Regions from separate parts of the Mus musculus genome. Here region 2 is linked to region 1. A link is a contact called in public Hi-C data. All regions are on one chromosome and are shown on one strand. Each heading gives the region's core, a stretch centred on a gene start, on an enhancer-like site or on the middle of the called end of the contact. The rest is flanking DNA. Distances are from core to core; before and after follow the strand shown. Region 1 overlaps Npas3 (neuronal PAS domain protein 3). Region 2 overlaps Npas3 (neuronal PAS domain protein 3).

Region 1 (4,622 bases), core at 241-2,740:
TCAGAGTTATCTTATAACCCCTCGGGGAATAAGGCTTAGGCATAAATGACTGTTGCGTTTTGGATTTCCTTAAAAATCAAATTGGTTGAAAATATTTAAATGCCCACAGACCACTCTCTCATCCTAAGGTATACAAGGCACACTGCTACCCTACTGCCGCTCCATTTATTCTTCCAGAAAGGACTCTAGAGGACACAGGACAGTCACTCACGGTGAAGGAATCTGCAGCCTTTGAAAAGATACTTTCATTTGGGGGAAGACTTTATAACTTTTAGTCTCCGAGAGGTTGGACAGTTATTATTTTTTAATTGATTCTTGGGTTTGTGAGTTCTCCACAGCCAGGATTCAAAAGCTGTCTCCATCCCTGTGCCGTTCTGTGTACTCATCACAACCCTTACCCATCCTCCTGCTTGCTACAGACTTCCTTGCCCACCTTTTGATATGGCATCTTATCAATGAGCCAATTATGTGTGTTAGGCTATGCCCATGGGAGTAGGAAACAAACAGTCACGTCCTCCCTCTCACTCCCCAACTCAACCCACCCTTGATTTTTTTAAAAGACTGTAACACGCGTCCCAGTGACGTTTCTTTCATGCCTCTCTCAGCGTGGCCCTTTGATCAACGGCTCTTTGTTTATTTCCTTCACTGTGATATTTTTTTTTCAGAGCTTCTTGCTAAGTGCAAATGAGAACAGGAGTTTCAACCTCTTGCATAATGGTGTAAAATAAATAAATAACAGAATTGTATTTAAATAAACTATTCAAATCCGTGTCAGCAAATGATCTAATTAATTACTCCTTTGGGGCTGTGTTGTATGTTTGCTTTCTTCTCAGAGAGGTGAAGAAAGTGGAAATAAATTCTCGGCTGTTAATGGGGTAAATTCTGTAAATGGGCAAGGGTCAGGGAAACCAACTTTAATTTCTATCACATTTGTTTTTAGACACTTAATTTACTCTGTTTCTTTAACCCCATTTGGATGTTCCTTCTTGGCTTCGGGTGAGTGGTGTGGATAGACCTGGGCTGACCTGATTGGATGTTTTCTGATAAGAGCAGCAAAGAAGCCAAATTGTGCACAAGACAGACAGACCTATATGCTACCCCTTATAATTCAGTGTATGATGCAAGACTTTTAACCAAGTCCGTAGAGATTGGACAAAATCCAATTTGTCATAACTTATTCCTAAGCATTGTGCTTATACTCGGTACTTTCTCATTCTTACTCGCCATTTACCCAATTATATCTATCCTTATTAGACCCCTGCTGAAGACAGCATTAGCCAGAGAAGTCCCATAGCTTAGCTTAATCCTATTATCTCTTGATAAACGGGACACATGAGGCACTAGATGGCCAAATTCAGCATCGCTCCTCCCTCTCCTTTCCCACCCCTTCTTTCCCCCAAAGCGGGGGAGACCGCTGTTGCTCACCCTCCTGCCTGATGTAATTACGATCTGGAAGTGTGCCCGTTCTAATCCTTACTCATGAGGAGCGTCACTGTCAGCCTGAGAAATGAACTGCAGTTATGATGTAGAGGGCTGACACCTCCGTGACATGCACTGATGTGCCGGGTCTCACTGCCACAGGGACAGAGTGAGCTCCGTGTTTTCAGGGCTTTAAATGCCTGCCAAAATCAGAGCATGAGACCTGAGGGAACAGGCCACAGGGGCAAAGAAGCTGGTCAGAAGTGACTCTTCTGAGGTGGGCGTTTGAATGGACATAGGGAAGGAGGGAGACCGGCTGAAGGGAGGAATTGAGAGGGACAAAGTTAGGGGAAGGGTATGAACGAAATCTCCTTTAGGAATTTCTCTAGGAATTCCACAGAACACAGGATCTTACTCTTTTCCAGAACTTATCTCAGCCTGTAATTTGCCTCACAGCAGCCTGCTCAGTGGCCCCATGATAGCCGCAGATGACGGAATCATCTCTAAATGTCTGCTGGCTGTAGTCATAGATGTGTATCCACAGATCAGAGAGTATAAATAGATTAGTAGCAAAAAGGTAAAACAAAACAAATCCCTCGACTTACTAAAATGGTCATTAAGATATATCTTCAAATGGAAGTTCCCAAGTGTTGAGCAGAGAATAAGACTCACTTTATCCCACAGACATTGTGCAGGCCTTGTGCTGCGATTACAGGCCCGTTCCCTTCCACTATATACACTATTTATAACATCAAACGGGCTCTGTGCTTCCTTTCAGAAAGAATTTATTATCCAAAAGGTTGTGCTTGGGAAGACGCCAACTTAAGCCTCTGAGGTAAGAAGGCAAAGAGACTCCATTTGTTTAGGAACAAATATAATTTTGACAACGCTAGAAATGCCTTTCCCATACATCCACATTCTCCAAGTCACACAAGGAACTGCAGAAACCCTCCAACCCTAGCTGGTTCTTCATGAATTGAAGAAAATAAATGTGTTCAGAAGTTCCATCCTGTTGAAAGGAAGAACACATTCCTTTTGTTTCAGGAAGAGGGAGCTGGCAACGAAGTGGCTGCCAGCGGGGCTCAGCACAAACAGAGTTTTCGCACAAAATTGGAGATCAAGAACTATTGATTGGCCCTTGTGAAAATGGAGGGCTGAGCGGGAAAAGCGCCACAGAGCCACACTGCTCTTTTGATGGTGCCAGCTCCTATAGGAACTGGGCTGTAAGCCCCAGGGACTGGCAGCAACGCTTTGAAACCATGGCTTTAGAGCTTGGTGGAACGGCACAGGACTAGGAGTTCCTTTGGGGGTGACTAGTTTTATTGTACTGCCACTCTTAATATTAGCATTAATGGTGCTGCAGTGGAGAGCAGTGAGAGCAGTGGCCTAGCTCGGGGAGAGGAGCCTTCCCTTCTAGCTGGTTGTCCCATGGTTGGGAAGCAGGGTTACTCTACATTCTACAGGTGGAAGGAGGATGAGCCCCAACAGACACAGAGCAGGGCAACGAGTGAGCACATTTATTTTATTTATCGGAGCAAGCTACTGTGCAGGTGATGCCTATGCATTTAGCAAAGAAAAGAGCCTATCCCCTGTAAACATGCATTTGTGGGTCCTAGTTGGCATAATAAAACAGCTGAATAATATTAAGGAACATTAGTTTATAGTAACAGTTTAATTATGTATTTATTTTACCGAGGCTTCTATTTACATAATGATAATGGTTAAGAGACAGAAGTTAGCATCATCAGGCCAGAAGTGTGACACTACTAAGAGAGCGTTTGCCTGGTTATAATGCTGTTGCCTTTCCTGACCACTGTGACCACTGATAAAGGTATTGTCCTCTAGAAACTTTTGGACCCCTAACTTGGGGACCATGGAATTAAAATTACCCTACTAGACACCACAGGATGTTAGAGAGAGAGGGAGAGAGAGAGAGAGAGAGAGAGAGAGAGAGAGAGAGAGAGAGAGAGATGGAGATGCTAGGGATGTGCTATGTCTTTCAGAGTTGCTGGTCATTGAGGCAGTGAGGTCCCATAACCCCTTCCACCTTCCCAAATACTACCAGGTATTGTCAATATTCTTTGTTACCAACCAGAAGTTGAGAACAAGAACATATTGGTGAATACCATATACCTGAGTGACAGAATATGAGGAAATCAAGCTGGTACTGGCCTGGAAGCTTCATCCCTACTGGTTAGACTTCACAGTACACACTAATGTAGGGGAAAAGCACCCATCAGTCTTATCCAGCTGGGAACCCTGTGGGCTACAGTAACAACAGGCTTGGCAAGGCACGGCCACTGGTTCAACAGTGGCATGACTCTCATGGGAATAGCCAATGACTCTCTGACTAGCTTTAAGCCCTACTCCAGAAGATAAACCCATACCTGGTACAATTCCTGGGTCAAGAACCTGTGGGTTGCTATGTCATAAACCTTGGGCAGAACTTACTACTGCTGTTCTGCTAAATGAACACAGTACTAAACAGACTCATTATTATGCTGGCATATTAATTGTCTCTTGAGCCACATTGGAGAAGTATGTTTTGAGTAGATGGTGATCAACACATAGACCCACAACCGGTCAAGGTACACAACTGGTCAACAGAACCATTATATTGCCTCCTCATAAAACTTAAGTATCCTTGAGGAGGGGGGGACTGAAAGAGTTTATGAGCCAGAAGTGGTAGGTAGCTACAAGACACAGCAGGGCAGCTATACACGGGCACTCAAAGCTGCTGTGATAGCCTGTGCAGGACCTGTGCAGGCTCAAGACAATCCAAAGCCCAGTATGCAGAGGGGAATTGGGCATGAAGTTCCACCCCTAGCTGGGAAACACTTGGTAAAGGATAACTCTTGGGAGACAGACAGTTCTCTTTAAGAGTGTTGCCCCTGGTAAGTTGACCATGTTCCAGTGGATGGCCATGCTCCCACACATACATGGGCAGCACAAAATGGATTTGCTGTGGATAAAAATAAAGAACACAGAGCCAGATGGGTAGGGAAGGACAGACAGAACTGTGAAAAGTTGGGGGAAGGGCTAAATATGATCAAACCACATTGTGCAAAATTCTCAAAAAAAAAAAAACCCAAAAACAAACAAACAAAAAACAAAAAAACCCACCAAAAAAAAAACCCAATCAAATAAAATCAAATGAAAGGCCATGAGGTTTGTGCTCCCACAGCAGCCCAACCTCAGCACAG
Region 2 (4,297 bases), core at 1,335-3,834, 310 kb before region 1:
ACTGCTCTTCCAGAGGTCCTGAGTTTAAACTCCAGCAACCACATGGTGGCTCACAACGATCTGTAATAGGATCTGATACAGATCTGGGCGGTAGTGGTGCACGCCTTTAATCCCAGCACTCAGGAGGCAGAGGCAGGTGGATTTCTGAGTTCGAGGCCAGCCTGGTCTACAAAGTAAGTTCCAGGACAGCTAGGGCTACACACTGTCTCAAAAAAACAAAACAAAACAAAACAAACAACACATACACTTTTACCTTTAGAGAGAAAGGATAGCAGAAGAGGTCAAAAAAGGAAACAAGAAAGCAGATAGATGAAAACCCTCGTAAGTGGCATCCATTAAGGCCTCTCTAGAGCAATAATCATTAGCGTCTGATTGATATGGTGTAGAAAGCAAGCACATTCATGCCTCCAAGCCATCACCAAAGTGTGCAGAGCACTGAAGGGCCGGTGTGCTGATGAGTTCTGCTTGTTAACACTGCGGCCAGCCCCATTCGGCTGTCTCTAAGAGAAATGGGACTCAGGTAGCCTTTGTCGAAATTATCAGCCAAAGGGCACCAACTTCCATTCATTAGCTCTACTGGAAGGTTTTCTAGTCAGTGCACATGTGGATCCTGCTTGGTGCCTTTAGGACAACAGAGGCCTAAGAGTGGAATTACGGTGGTGGGCGGGAGCCAAGTGCCGTGATAGCTCTGTGACAAGACCAGTAGAGAACGTTCCTGAAGGCTTGCCCTCAAACCCAAGCCATCCAGTCACTTTACGGCTTGTTGGAATCTCAGTTGAAGAACAGACTTAAGGAAAGGGAAGGAAAAGGTACCTTGTACCAGCATTTAGGAAGCAGTTGAATTTGGACTGCTATGATACAAAGTTTAAAAACATAAAACTTGACTAAAAGCCCAGAGTGGCAGGCAAAGGAGTTACTATCATCGTCGTCGTTGTCGTCATTATTATTATTTTAATTACACTGAGATTACCAGTGCTCTGGCAAAGTGGCTCATCTTGCTTACCAAAATTTGAGTATCCAGAGAACAAATACCTGTGCAGAAGGTTGAGGAGATCAAAACGATGGAATGCGTAGGAAGCAAAGGGTCCGTGCTATTCCCCTCTGGCTCTGTTTGCTTCCCCAGGGACTAGAGTGCAAGGGCAAAGGTGGGGGCATAAGGAGATGATTTCTAGGATGCAGCAGCTTTAGGCAAATGTCTCTGGGTGGAACTTGTCCCAGGAAGGAGAGCAGCTCTGGGGACAGGGCTGCCCAAAGACTGACAATCTGAGATTTAGTGGGCTTTGATCATCTCCCATTTCTTTGAATCTTGCAGGAAGCAGAGCACCCTGCCTGTCCTTGTCCCTGTCCGAAGACAGTGCTCATGACCTGCCGGCTATTAGCCTCAGTGCATGCAGTTTATAACGAGAGAGAAATGTAATGGAAAAGGTACCTAAGAAGATAATTCACCCAGATGATGTTCTTCTCATTTGCATTCTTCGCATTAATAGCTATGGTGGCACTAGACTGTATCCAGATGTAGCCTCCATTCTTCTGCATCCAGCGGTAGTACTTGGTCACACACTGACCCTTATTCAGCACTGGGGTAGGGTAAAGAGAGATAAAACAAAACAGAAGGTGTAGTATTAAGATGGGGCATAGAACGGTTTTCATTTCTGCCCAACCTGAGACCAAAGCTTGGGGAGCCCAGCGTATGCCTGACTTAAGATGCTATTAGCACAAATGAAATCAACATCTCATTGGAGCAGCAGCTGCCTAGCTGGGGTTCCTGGCATCTGTAGTGAGGCTATATTCCCTTCTGGGCAGCCGTGGTGGAAAAGGAAGAATAAAAGGGCTACTAATCTTTTTGGCTCAGAGCACACCTAATGTGGTGTGGATATTGTCGGTGGGTTTAACATCAGATGGTAAGAAAGGCAAATCTCTGCCTGATTTATGCATAGCTCCTCCGAGTTGCCCTCCTTGAGATTCTGGTTATCTGAATGGTTCTGAAGATGCCTTCCCCCCCCCCCCCCCCGTCTTTGATCACTTCCCTTCAGCCTGAGCAATATCAAACCCGTGTCCTTAGCCATCCGTTCCTTTTGATCTTGTCCTACAGAATTTATAGTCCTTGGATGAAGTAAATTTACATTGGTCAGCCAGGGTAAATTGTGGTGAGACAGCTGAAGGTTGGAACAAAATATATCCCCGGGTTGAGTCAGAGAGAGACACTGGCCTAAGAGAGAGAGGCACAGCACTGACTTGACTTGAGCCAAACAGAGTGACAGCTCCAGCCAGACGCTGAAATATGGCACAAAATGATGGAACAAGTAAAAACAATCAGGAATGTGAACCGGTGCCTTTAAATACCCACTGTAAGAGAGCTTTAAAATGCAGATGTTTAAAAATGATAGTCTAACCAGAATCTTGCCAAGTTGAAATAGATTTGATTTGTATCTGGGTTCTCCTGAGCTAGTAAAAAGGGAAACTGTAGTAAATCACCCCCTAAATAAAGTGCTATGGAGGGGAATGGTTTGAGAGTATGCAGGGAAGGCTCTGCTTCAGGACGTGGAGACCACTGCTCACGCCCCCACAAAAGCTCACCAGCCTGCCGGCCACTAGAGGGCAGTGCGCACTCGTCTACATGCCCCACTTTTGGCATGTCCTTGTCTCCGTCTGCTAAAATGAAAAACCTCTAACTGCTGTAATAAATTTGGCTAAATTAGCTGCTAAATGGTTATCTCAAGTAATATGTATTTGCATTAATCATCTTGCTCTAAACCAGAACAAGCCAGAGTCCTAAAGACGTAGTAAATTCATATTGTCCATTTAATTACGGCTAATAAGTGCTTCATATACAATAGTTTCATGAAGTACATTTTGATTTTTTTTTGGGGGGGGGTGGATGGAAAAAGGGAGTCACTGTGGGAAAGAGTAACATTCCAGGCGGGTGAACCTCTTCCTTCATCTGAGAGTGGCCACTAATCAACCCCTACGTTCTGCATCCATAGTGGACAGACTTTCATGTTTTTCTCCCATTCTCCCCCCTTTTTTCTCACGATATGTTAAATGAATGGTTGTAAAATTTAATAATTATGTCTTCACTGTTGCTTGAAAAAGCCCTAATAAATGCTTCACACAGGGGCAAGTTTTGTTCTAAAGCTACTACCCAATGCAGGGCGTTGGAAGGCTGGGGGGCCATCACCTGCCCTTGGTGGTGGACTTCCACAGGTAGCATTGTGCCCTCCTTTTGTTGGTGACAGTAAGTTCTGCCATTCTGTATGCATGGCTTTCCAGGCTACCAAACTCCTAGTGGAGGCAGAAAGTGGTGAACTGCCAGGCGTACCACACGGCTCTCCTGTTAAACCGCCGTGGCATGCAACACAGGGTGCTCTCATTCAGAGCTGCTGGGCCTGGGTGACTTTTACCTGAGGACAGTGGCTTGCGCAAGTCTATGCAGAGGAAATCACCACACTCCAATCTGGTTGGTGACATAGTTCTTTCTATGTGCTTTCTAAGCAGAGTAAAGGATGATTCCTAATGGTTTTAGTATTTTTAACAAAGACAAAAAGACTAAAAAAAAACCTTTTTGCAGAATCATGTGAAAAAAAAAATTGAATTGGCGAGCAAGGCTGGCATTTCTTGGGTGGAGAATCTGAACCAGAGTGGAACCCAGAACAGGCAACAAACAACAGAAAACACCAACTCTAGAATATAGAGACTGAGAGGGTTAAATCGAAGAAACAAATAAGATCAAGTTAGAATGTAAAGAATCAACAGAATGACCACTCCACCCCCCATGCGGCTCCTCACTTAAAAACACCAACCTTCCTGACAGTTTTCAGATAAACACGTTTCTAATACAAAGAGCTGATGCAATGCTGTCTTTAGACAACGAGGGAGGAGGGCTTGGTCTGCTTAAAGGGCATTTGCTGAGAAGATAAATACAAATTTATTAGGGTCCATGAATACATTAATTCAGTCTTTCATTAAATCCAGGCTCAGGGATGCCTCGCCAAGAATACATTCCTGAATGACAAAGAGGCAGACAGGTGACTTCTGATGTGAAGAGGAGGCCAGGTGAAGGACTGAACACAAGGATTTCTTCCGCTCAGCACTGTGGCTGTTCTTGGGTCACTGGTGAATGGCACAGGTTTCAGAGGTCATAGTGCACAACTGAAGACAAGCAGTCTCTGGGTCATAATTGTTCCCTGGACTGGTCTTTAACAGAATTTGCCAGGGTCACCATCTTCACATGGTCTTCAGTGACAACTCAAGGGCTGGTGTTTTCTAAACGGGACCTCCATATACCGTTGGAATCCAC

Evidence for each region. A called contact is a pair of places that touch in the nucleus more often than the background predicts.
Region 2: a Hi-C map of the N1E-115 cell line shows a contact between it and region 1, with 5 times the contacts expected there. The contact joins two enhancer-like sites. A contact is called at or near these places in 2 of 15 datasets of contacts at CTCF or cohesin (the NIH/3T3 cell line and stem cell-derived epiblast-like cells), 33 of 484 Hi-C or Micro-C datasets (the HL-1 cell line, the N1E-115 cell line, Sertoli cells and 18 more), 12 of 115 datasets of contacts at active chromatin or transcription factors (SST interneurons, VIP interneurons, astrocytes and 7 more) and 1 of 9 other capture datasets (embryonic stem cells).

Annotation. Positions count from the first base shown.
Region 1 is chr12:53,750,414-53,755,035 of GRCm38.p6, reverse strand. All of the region lies in intron 4 of Npas3 (neuronal PAS domain protein 3), which reads right to left. Among named protein-coding and RNA genes, the nearest start is that of Gm35614, 79 kb to the left of the region's middle. Within about 2 kb of position 1,490, at least 25 of the 459 cell types and tissues checked have an H3K27ac peak or open chromatin away from gene starts, as enhancers often do. A contact at or near this core is called in the N1E-115 cell line, SST interneurons and neural progenitor cells, where this site is marked.
Region 2 is chr12:54,059,263-54,063,559 of GRCm38.p6, reverse strand. It overlaps Npas3 (neuronal PAS domain protein 3), which reads right to left. Exons shown (of 12, transcript NM_001370962.1): 10 at 1,430-1,577. Among named protein-coding and RNA genes, the nearest start is that of Gm35818, 81 kb to the left of the region's middle. Within about 2 kb of position 2,584, at least 8 of the 459 cell types and tissues checked have an H3K27ac peak or open chromatin away from gene starts, as enhancers often do. A contact at or near this core is called in the N1E-115 cell line, SST interneurons and neural progenitor cells, where this site is marked.